3 separate regions of the Mus musculus genome follow, and regions 1 and 3 are each linked to region 2. The links are chromatin contacts, called in public ChIA-PET and promoter capture Hi-C maps. All regions are on one chromosome and are shown on one strand. The core of a region is the stretch at or near the end of the contact, and the rest is flanking DNA. Distances in the headings are between cores, read along the strand shown.

Region 1 (3,247 bases), core at 683-3,182, 170 kb before region 2:
CCACTCTGCTTTCCCCAGCTGTTGGCTATAAAGAGCCACTTGCTCTCACTCAACACGTAAATAAACAGTTCAAATCACCCGGCACTGACAATCCTTACTGACATATTTTTTTTTTCCCCAAGTAAATGAAAGAAAGCCAGACATGGTGCTAAAATAAACCCTGTAATTTCAACTGCTCAGGAAGCTGAGGCAGGAGGATAGATGGATTCCTTATGGCCAAGGATTTGAGGCCAGCCTATGCAAAATAACAAGAGCTTGTTTCAAAACAAAAACAACCCACCCCACAAAACTACACAATGGCTGAATACATTCCTAAAAGATCTGATATAGTGATAGAGACAAATAATAGGAAAGAGACGGGAGAAGGTCCCTTACCAGAAGGTCCACAGAGGTGACAGTACACAGAGAGGAACCTGTTATAAATGGAAACAGGCGGCACAGCTATAAGAATGTCCATGCCCAGAAGAGAGAGAGCCAGCAAATACTGTGGGGAATGCTAAATGGTACAACACCTTAGGAAGAGAATTTTTTGCACTTTCCTACAAAACTAAACATATTTTGTGAAACCAGCAACTAGCATGATCTTGGTATTGGGCCAAGTGAGATAAAAACTTATAGGATGACAGTGTGAACCAGCCTTTTGTCACTGTAACAAAATGCCAGCGATAAACAAGTTAGAAGGAAGAAAGGTTCATTTTAAGACAGGGTTTCAGAAGTTTCAATAGAGGGGTGGAGAGGAAGAAAAGGGAGGGTTAGAATCTCGATACATTCCTCAAGAGCACCCCTAATGAAGACCCCACACGCTTCCTACAAGCAAGCCTTTGGGGTTGTGGCTCAGATCCCAGTGTAGCAGTGTTAGCCACAACTGCCCACTGGCAGATGGATGGATACACTGCAATCCAATCTTCAGAAAACTAAGCATTACCGGACATCAAGCCAGCAATGAGCCAGCCGGGCTGCAGCTGGTCCTGCGCTTGCTTCCTCTGGCTCAGTGAGGCCCAGGACTTGATCCCCGGCCCGGCACAAACTGGGGTGCTGGTGCATGCAAATAATCCACCTGGCAAAAGTAGGGACGCTGTGGGAGGAGGATCATGCGTTCAAGGCCAACCTGGGCTAAACAGGAAGACGCTGTCTCAAAAAGACAAGAGTCTGTAAATTTTATTTTGAAAATACAAAATATAAGCAATCCATAGAAACCCAAGGCAGACGGACAGGACACTATCCCCTCTCCCAGAGGCAACCACTAAGCCTTCGAACCTATAAGTTAACACACACATACATGTATGCATATATTTACAAAGCATCTGCATATATATAAAAACATACACACATATGTATTTGGTTCACCTGTTTGAAAACAGGTAAGTTTTTTCTTTCATATTCTCTCTGTCTCTGTCTCTGTCTGTCTGTCTGTCTGTCTCTCTCTCTCACACACACACACACACACACACACAGTGTTGCGATGCAGCCCAGATTGGCCTCAAACCCTTTCCCTTTCTTTTTTAATTCTATATGTACGTATGTTATTTCTTTACTAATTTATGTGCAGTGTGTGTCTACCCTGGAACTTACTTATCTGTCTCAGGTCACCAGGATGGAGGTGGAGACTTATCTGGCTCCCACAGCCCTTGGATTTGTCACTAGAGCACATCAGATCAAGGAGCCAGGATGTGGTAGAACGTGATCTGGGGTAGCAGTCAGAAAAGCTGCCCTCTTCCCAAACAGGGCTGAGTCCCTACACGGGTAACCATTGGTCTGATGGCCCCAGGAGGCTGACAGAGCCTCCTTCCAAGGACAGGAGAAATGGTACAGGGATACAGGGGACAGGTTTTAAACTGGAGGTTTCTAGAACTTTTAGCGTCTCAACCCACAGAACTTCCTTCCCTCTCCGGGAAGATCGGGCTACTGGCTTGAGGGAAGAGGGCAGTCAGATACACCCAGTCCCTACGTAAGCACACACTCAGAGTCATCAGGGCTGGCCTCGTACCACGCATACGCAGCAATGGTTTGCAGTTTCACGAAATGACTCATATGATCGAGGCTCTGATGAGCAATGGTTGGCATGTAGACTATCTATAAGCAGAATAGGACAACAGATGCTCAACCCTCAGCTTCAGCAAAGCAGTGTTTCAGGGAGCTGAAGGGATGGATGGCTCAGAGGTGGCTCAGTGGTCAAGAGCACCAACTGCTCTTCTAGAGGCCCTGGGTTCAATTCCCAGCACCTACATGGCAACTTACAACTGTCTGTAAGCAACTCCAGTTCCAGAGCTTCTGACACCTCACACTGATAGACAGGCAAAACACCATTGTACATAAGATAAAACTAAATGATGTATTAAAAGAACTAAAGTTAAAAAAAAACAAAAAACATTGCTTCAAGGCCAATTTTGCCACTCATCTGGACCAGCAGTTCTCAACCTGTGGGTCATGACCCTTGGGTCATTTCATATTAATGAAAATACATCCCGAATATCAGATGCTTAGGTTATGATTCATAACAGTAGCAAAATTATAGTTATGAAGTAGCAACAAAAATGATTTTATAGGTGGGAGATCACTACAACATGAGGAACTGTATCAAGTGGTTGCAGCATTAGGAAGGGTGAGGACCACTGCTCTAGGCCTATCCACTGCCCTGCTTGTTTGTTTAAGAAAATTCCAGGCACCATAAACTATTTCCTGGGTAATTTTTCATGTCTCTAAGTACTATCAACTCTTAAGTGTATGTCTTCTCTCTCTGTCTCTCTCTGTCTCTCTCTCTGTCTGTCTCTCTCTCTCTTTCTCTCTCTCTCTCTCTCTCTCTCTCTCTCTCTCTCTCTCACTACATGTTAACCCTGAGTTCCTATGACAGCCAACACACAGCACTCAGGTGTTGATTATCTTAGGGGAAGTGGGAGCATGGAATACTTGAAGGTACCTGTCCAGGCAAGGGGACCAGAGGCCCAACCTACCAAGGACCTGGACCAGGGAGTCCTGAGCAAGCCTCTATGGTCCCAGGTATCTGTGAATGGTGGAGGCAGGACTCAAATCCTGTCCTCCTGGCTTTGAATCCCAGGGCTTTCGCCACTACACTATACTTTTGCACAGGACCTACTGATGCTGGCAACAGTAATCTCAGAGGCTGAGCTTCACGCTCATGTGACAGAATAGCATGGAGTTAAGAATCAGGACACACCTGTGGTTTCTATAGCCAATGATCACCAACCAAGCTCCCACTTTTTCTGTTTGTTTGTTTGTTTGTTTTTTA
Region 2 (3,506 bases), core at 439-2,938:
GTCTTGAGCCAGTGTGAAGCGCTGTGACTAGAATCCAAGCTCTAAGCTGCGCCAGCTGGGATAACAAAGCAAAGAGCCCAAACACTTTACCTAACCCTGCCCTGTGCTGTCATGGAGAAGTGGGAGGAAGCTATCAATGAGAGCTTACATGGGCCTTCCCCTGGTTCTGAGATGTCTAGCTACTTTCAGACTGGTTAGCAGAGTTGACAACAAGGTCCAGAGAGGGACAAAAGGCTGCCTCAGGGTACTCATCAGCTGTGCTTAGGTTGAGACTCCCATATGGTCATAATCTAAGTCCTAACTCCATGCCAAGCCCACCAGCCTTGCCGGGCTCACTTTCCACGTAAGCCTTACCTGCAGTCTTTGGCACGACATCTGCCTTTAACTATGGTGAAGGAAAAGGAACAGAAAAGGATGGTCAGTCCAGAAGCAGGTGCAAAAAAGATCCCCCTCACCATTCACACCCAGAGGCCAGGGCATCATGACAAAGAAGAACAGGGCCATTCCCTTCCATGACCACCAACCCTCCTCGGAACTGCCAAAGCCACTATCGTTTCTGCCAGCTGCTTCCTGAACCCAACCAAAGCTTGCTTGAGACAGCCTTAGTTTCTTATCCGAAGAAACTAGTGCCATCCTGGCCCACTTCCGGGACAGAAATGTCAGCTGGAGGCCCTCGGCATGAGTCCCTGGACCAAGAGTAAGTATCACATTAGAATTAGCTGACCTTCCTCAGTGCTGGGGGAAACTGAGGCTCACAGAAGGGAAGGAGGGGACCGTCATCCAAGCCTGCCTCATGCCTCTCAACTTCTCTTAAGAATCCCTCTTCACCAAACAGAGTTGGGGAGGTACTCCTCATTTTCCAAACGAGGAAAATGAGGCATAATAAAAAATGCCAGCTCCCCTCCCCCAGTAGATCGGCAGTCTAACTGGTACCTTTGTTCAAAGCAGAACAGCCTAAAGGCTCCTGGGATGGCCTCCTGATAACCTTGGTGTCTGTTTCCTACTTTTCTTTTTAAGGGTCAAATCTCAGGGAATGGAGAGGGCTTGGGCAGCCAGAACCTTCTCACTTGCATTCCCTGTGTCTCCTCTTAGGCAACCAGGCCTTGGGGGCGGATCCGGAGTGCGCTCAGGCCACCACGTGAGCACCTGGCAACACCTGGACCTCAGCTACCCACCCCAGAGCTCTGGGTCCAACCTCGGACGCAGAGGGTCTAGGAAGCCCAACGTCGGTCCAGGCCGGTCAGTGGGCTGTCACTCAGTACGATCTGACCTTGACCTTTTCCTCCACACCCCCCAGGGTTTTGAAAAGCCCCGAACGGACCAAGCTGATGCCGCCTCTTCTGAGAGAGGGAAACTGAGGCTCAAGGTCACCTGATGTGCCAGGCACAGTACAGGGCCCGGGAAGTCCAGGTTTTCCAAATGTCCAAGCCTCACCTCCAGCACCACGCGGCCGAGCGGCTGTCCATCGGCGCCCACGTCCAAGTACACGAGCGGGTTCCCGGAGGAAGAGTTCGCGCCGCGGGCTCCGCCGTCGCTGCAGGTACGGGTCGCGGAGAGGAGCAGCGGCGCGGAGCGCGGGCCGGAGAGCAGACCGAGCAGGCGGGGGCCGCAACGCAGCGCTAGCATCGCTGTCGCGGGTCGGGCGAGGGCGCGCGGAAGAACTCAGAGCAGACACAGGCAAGGTCGTACGACCCAGGAAGCGATACCTAGGCCGCGCGCCGCCGCCTTTATTGGTCGGCTGGCTTCGAGACCACGCCCCCCTCCACGCCTCCGCCGCGCCCCCTCGGAACCTGTTCGCTAGCGTCCCCTGCCGGTTGCCGCTGGCAGCGTAATCGGCTCGTGCGTTGTGCCCCGCCCTCCATCCCTACACACTGAGCCGGAAGTCCTTTGAAAGTGCTTCTAGATCAAGAGAAAGGTTGATCCTGAGATTCAGAAAGACGTGGGGGGGTGTAGGTGGGGGAATCTGAGGTGGCTCAGAAAGGGAGAGATAACAGAAAGAACAGAGAAGCAGAGATACAGTCTAAGACACCCACAAGGTGACCTCAGGCTGCCGGCTCCAGGGCTGAGTTTGTCTCCTTTTGCTTCTAGAGACCAGATCCTCCGCCAGGACTGAAAATACAGTTTGCCGAACCAATAGTGCATCTGCCAGGCCTCAGTCCCAGCCCACTCTGACAGCCCTTGTCTGTTCCCACCACCTCCAGCCAGGCCAGCAGAGTGCGGGGCTAGATTTACACCCCCTGGAATGCCCCCTAGATTTACATTCACCTGGAATAAACTTCCTTGCCAACTGCACCACACCTGCAGGTAACTTCCTAAGCAACCATTCTCTAGGGATGCCAGGAAGTTGGCAGTGTGTGATATAAAAGGAAAGGAGCCTGCAGAAGAGCCACAGGCAGGACTTTAAACCCTGGTGCACTGGGCACAGCACCAGCCTGGGAATCAAATGAATGCCAGCCAGCGAGAGCATGTGAGCCAACACAGTTAGGAAACTGAGGCTCAGAAAGAGAAAAAGGCTCTAACTAGGGCTAGAAAACCCTGGTTCCCTACTGCTGGATTCAGCCAGTCCTGCAACCAAGGAAGCGATGAGAAATTACCCTGCTTTCTACTCATACCTGTTCTGAGGATAAACAAACAAGAGAGAGAAGCATTTGTTAACTGTTAAATGCTGTTCTGTGTTCAACAGCGATGGGCATAGCCTAGACTGTGTGCTCAGAGCATAGCGGGGAATCTCCAGTGCAAGGTCCCAAGGTCCTGAGAGGCGGGAGCAGGAAAGGAGCTGAGAGCCTTAGGAGCCGGGGAGCCTGGCCTGTCCCACCCAAGATTCAGTTGGGGGGTGTGTGTGTGTGGAGAAGCCATGCTGGTCCAAGTAGTCTATGAAATCAGGGCATGCTCCCCGCCTCACACATGGCAGCCTGAACCCTCTTGTGATGGTCCACAGCTCTCTGCTTTGTGCTACTGGCCTTGATGGGTTGTATACCAGTCCCTAGTCTAGGGTGGGTCTCACCCAACCCCACATAGGGCCCCGTCTTTTCTTGTCAGTGTGTATCAAAGGGAGCTGCCTGCAAGGGGAACTCACTTGCCCTCCGCTCTGCCTGAGCCATTGGCACATTTTCTAAAATCTATGCAACAGCAGTGCACACTTAGACTGGAAGGGAGTGGAGAGGAACCACCACACATGCCCTGCTAGGAAGCATCCACAAGTCCCAGGCTTTCTGTAGCCCATCGACTCCTGTAGGTCTTGACTCCTATTGGTCTAACATACCTCAAATTGGAGCTGTGGAAACTTGTTGTCCTGAGCCTGCAGAGGTGAGGATGGAGCTCCTGCTGTGTTAAAGTATGCAGATCCCACCCCAGAAGAGAAGGAGCCTTCATTCACAAGACTCCTTCCCAGCCTCAGACCTTCCTCATGGCTTAGCATGTGGCCCAAGAAGCAGCTCTCTTTCCCACCCCCCACACTGTGGCAGTGACTTGTCAAAGGGAGTGTGTTTGGCTGAGACCAACCTGTC
Region 3 (3,617 bases), core at 196-2,695, 150 kb before region 2:
CTTTAATCCCAGCACTCAGGAGGCAGAGGTCTGTATGAGTCTTGATATTGAAGTTTGGGACCAGACTGGTCTACAAAGCAAGTTCCAGGCCAGCCAATGCTAAATTGGTAGACCTTGTTTCAAAAGCAAGCAAACAAACAAACAACAACAACCCCCACCCCAAATTAACAAGACAACAAATTAACTCACACAATCCTCACAGTGAGTCTATGAAATAAGAATTATAATTACCCTCATTTTACAGTGCAGAAATTAATGAGGTATCAGGAAGGGATGGAGGAATCCGAAGTGGACACCTGTCTTAGAGCAACAGACTGTGTGGGTGAGCTCACCTTGCTTCCCCAGCTAGAGAATCCCGAGAACAGACAAAGCCTTGGGGGAACAGCCCTGTTAATCCTCCAGGAATTCCCAACAACTGACGGAAGCAAGAAAATAATGAAGGAGAATAATGGGAGCAGGCTGAGGGTGAGCAAGACACCTGGCCCTTCCCCGCAAGGATCTGGGTCCAAGTCTAGTCATCCTTTCGACAATGACACACACCGCCATCAACAAAGTTGAACAGCCCAACCCAGGGCCGCATTTGTAGCTTTCTTCCGCAATAAGGCAGCCTCGGGGCAAGGCAGCCTCGGAGCAAGCAGGGAGCAAGCTAGTTGAATCCTGTAAAGGGATCAGACAGGTAGGCTGACACTCTAGGTGTAGGGTCTGGGAAACCCAATCTCCAAGGACGCCCACTGATTAGCCGGCGGGGAGAAAAATCTCTAAAGAGAATGTGCCCAGCATGAGTTTAGCTATTCTCCCCCAGATTTGTTTGACACCTTGTACGCCTTTAGGAGACTGGCCTGAGCCCACGGGACGTCCGGGTTGCCAAGCTCAAGCAAGCGTTCTTGAAGACTCTGGAACGAGAAGCGGGGGCAGGGGCAGAGGGATCCTAGCTGGATACGCGGTAAGGAAGACAGGCAGGCAACACGGCATCTGGCACAATCGTGCATTCTCTGGACCGCTTAGGAGCCTGCCTTATATAAACCCAGGGTGGCAGGTCCAGGAACCCGCGCCCTGCAGTTCCGGAGCAAAGTTCCCAAAGACAGCTTTCTCGGCCCGCTGGGCTCCGCTCAAGCTTCTCCCGGAAGCGCACTGAGGTAAGACCTCAGTCACCCCCAAGTTCGCACACCCTGGGACCCTGCGGTCCCAGGCTCACCTGCCCTGACCCCGTTCAACTCCGGGCCTTGTCCTCGGGGGAACATTGCACCCCACGCCACGCGCGAATACCCCTCATGCGGAAGCCGCCCGCCGGGACCCTCACGCACCTGGCACCAGGGACCGGGACACTGAGCTCGGATAGCAACTCCTTCCTACTCCCGCTTTCCTGGATCCTAACCCGAGAGTGTCTGCGCACGGTCGAAGGAGGAGCCGGCAAGGCGGAAAACTCTCCGGGCGCGGCCGCGTTTGTCGCCCCGGGGCGGAGCCGCACGAGATGGGCGGAGCCTCTCTGGAGGGGCGGGGTGCGTGGGACCACGCCCACAGGTGAGGGTTGCGCTTCAGTGGTAGCTTTGTAGGAAGCCCCGAGCTTTCCGGAGCAAAGCCGCTCTAGACCTCAGGATGAGAGGACATTCTCGCGGGTGTTTATTTTCAGGAGTTTGACAGCGAAAAAAAACTTAAAACAGTCACTGTGTACGGCAGGAGGAAACTTCACAATGGAAAAAATTACCACCTCAACCAGTGACCAGGGCCAACATCAGCAGTGGTAATTTATATTGATCTTCTGTCGTGTGGTGTCTTCCTCCTGGAGACACATGACCCCATAGTAATCGTGCAGAAATATCAGACAAGCCCCAATTGAGGAACTCAGGACTGTCCAAAACTCTCAAGGTTGTCAAAACAAGAGGAGTCTGAGAAGCTGTCACATGGAGATATGAAAACTAAGTAATGTGACATCTTGGATGGGATCCTGGGAAAAGGACACTAAGTTAAAAAAAACAATGACATCTGGACCATATATAGATTTAATAACAATGCATCAATATTGGTACATCTATTGTAGCAAAAATACTAATATGTTAATAACAGGAGAAGACCCACGTTGGTTGTTTATTTAGAAAAAGGTAGTATAGTGAGTATGATTGTGTAACATTTAAAAATAAAAATTAAGTCTCTTACTCTCCCCAGCTCACATTTAGGCACCTCCTTCCAGATGTTCAACACACTTCTACGTTTGTGTTGCTTGCTGTGCTTAAGCAAATGTATTTGTTTATAAAACAGGATTGCAGTATTTTTTTTTCCCCTCACTTTATATTCGAGTGTCCTTTCAACTGACGCCCCAGGACCAACCAGGTTCTTCGGAAGACTGCACAGGATCTCCCCCCACCCCTTACGGATTCTTCACTATCTAGCTCCCACCTGGGGTACACTTCTTTCATGGCCCACTTTTGATTTGCAAACAAGCCATTTGTCATTTGCATTTTAGGAGCCCAGTGGACTGTAAGAGCCGGAAGAAGCCTGGTTGGCAGGTGTGGTCTGCTTGCTCCAGCAGATCGGAATGAGCTAGCCTGCCAGGCTACTGCCTCACAGCGGGAAACTCAGGCTTAAGGTTTCAGAGTGAATGAATAAATAAATAAATAAATAAATAAATAAATAAATAGCAGAGGAACATGATTACTCCTAGGTATGGTGAAGGAGAAGGTTTATTGTAGAGAAAAAAGAGACATAGTCAAAGGCAGACACATCTGGGAGAATCCAGAATGGTCATGACCCAGAGCCTTGTGAGGAGAGTGGGGAGGGGAAAGGAGATGGGTGAGAGAGGAGAACCAGGTACAGCAGCTAGAAGCTAAAGGTACAAAATAAAGGGGGAGGGGTAACTAAAATCATTATATTATGTAGAGAAAAGCAGCCCTGTACCGTGGCCTGCAGAGTTGTGGGTAGAAGGCAGGTTATGCCAGCCACAGGCTGTAAGGTAAGGCAGGGTATGCCAGCCACAGGCTGTAAGGTAAGGCAGGGTATGCCAGCCACAGGCTGTAAGGTAAGGACTGAGGAATTCTGAGGGTCCAGGGTTTGAAACCTAACACAAAACATCACATAGAAAACCTCCAGGCTGGAGAGATGGCTCAGAGGTTAAGAGCACTGTCTGCTCTTCCAGAGGTCATGAGTTCAATTCCCAGCAACCACATGGTGGCTCACAAGCATTTGTAATGAGGACTAGTGCCCTCTCCTGACTTGTAGGCAGGCAGAACATTTAATAAATAGATAAATAAATCTTAAAAAAAAAAAGAAAGAAAACCAAAAGGGGATGGGGGAACACTTAATAAATAAATAAATAAATCTTTAAAAGAAAGAAAACCAAAAGGGGATGGGGGCAGGCATGGGGGCAGGCAGAAGGGCAGAAAGAACAGGGGGACATGGTGGGGACATGGGACTTGTGAAGTCTGCCACCAAACCAGCCCCAAGCCTTTCTGGACTCCAGGGAGCGACTGTTATCATACACTCTCATGGTGGGGGGGCGGGGGGGGGGTGGAGTCACCTGGCTGCAACCCCACTCCTCTGGCCCATTCTTGCACTTAACTGGTCCTCCCACAAAGGCTACGAATGTAGGCTCCTGATAGGCTGCTTTTCTCTGGGGTGGAGCC

Evidence for each region. ChIA-PET counts read pairs in DNA pulled down with a chosen protein or histone mark. Capture Hi-C pulls out chosen DNA fragments and counts their contacts.
Region 1: an RNA polymerase II ChIA-PET map of memory CD8 T cells shows a contact between it and region 2, with 72 read pairs. The contact joins the enhancer-like site here to the promoter of Ppif in region 2. A contact is called at or near these places in 20 of 39 promoter capture datasets (the 3T3-L1 cell line, 3T3-L1-derived adipocytes, the C10 cell line and 11 more), 1 of 15 datasets of contacts at CTCF or cohesin (CD8 T cells), 6 of 484 Hi-C or Micro-C datasets (CD4 T cells, CD8 T cells, bone marrow-derived macrophages and 3 more), 16 of 115 datasets of contacts at active chromatin or transcription factors (the SCID.adh cell line, T-cell acute lymphoblastic leukemia, bone marrow-derived macrophages and 9 more) and 5 of 9 other capture datasets (adipose tissue, embryonic stem cells, liver and 2 more).
Region 3: a promoter capture Hi-C map of adipose tissue shows a contact between it and region 2. The contact joins the promoter of Anxa11 here to the promoter of Ppif in region 2. A contact is called at or near these places in 20 of 39 promoter capture datasets (the 3T3-L1 cell line, 3T3-L1-derived adipocytes, the C10 cell line and 12 more), 2 of 15 datasets of contacts at CTCF or cohesin (CD8 T cells and the NIH/3T3 cell line), 9 of 484 Hi-C or Micro-C datasets (CD4 T cells, bone marrow-derived macrophages, cranial neural crest and 6 more), 15 of 115 datasets of contacts at active chromatin or transcription factors (the 230-238 cell line, CD8 T cells, the SCID.adh cell line and 11 more) and 4 of 9 other capture datasets (adipose tissue, embryonic stem cells, liver and 1 more).

What each region holds. Positions count from the first base shown.
Region 1 is chr14:25,860,731-25,863,977 of GRCm38.p6, reverse strand. The region is part of intron 1 of Anxa11 (annexin A11); the gene reads right to left. Among named protein-coding and RNA genes, the nearest start is that of Anxa11, 20 kb to the right of the region's middle. Within about 2 kb of position 1,932, at least 111 of the 459 cell types and tissues checked have an H3K27ac peak or open chromatin away from gene starts, as enhancers often do. A contact at or near this core is called in CD8 T cells, the SCID.adh cell line, adipose tissue and 5 more, where this site is marked.
Region 2 is chr14:25,692,352-25,695,857 of GRCm38.p6, reverse strand. It overlaps Ppif (peptidylprolyl isomerase F (cyclophilin F)), which reads right to left and starts at 1,688. Exons shown (of 6, transcript NM_134084.1): 1 at 1,435-1,688; 2 at 355-385. The coding sequence starts at 1,626.
Region 3 is chr14:25,839,983-25,843,599 of GRCm38.p6, reverse strand. Anxa11 (annexin A11) reads right to left here and starts at 1,445. Exons shown (of 15, transcript NM_013469.2): 1 at 1,305-1,445.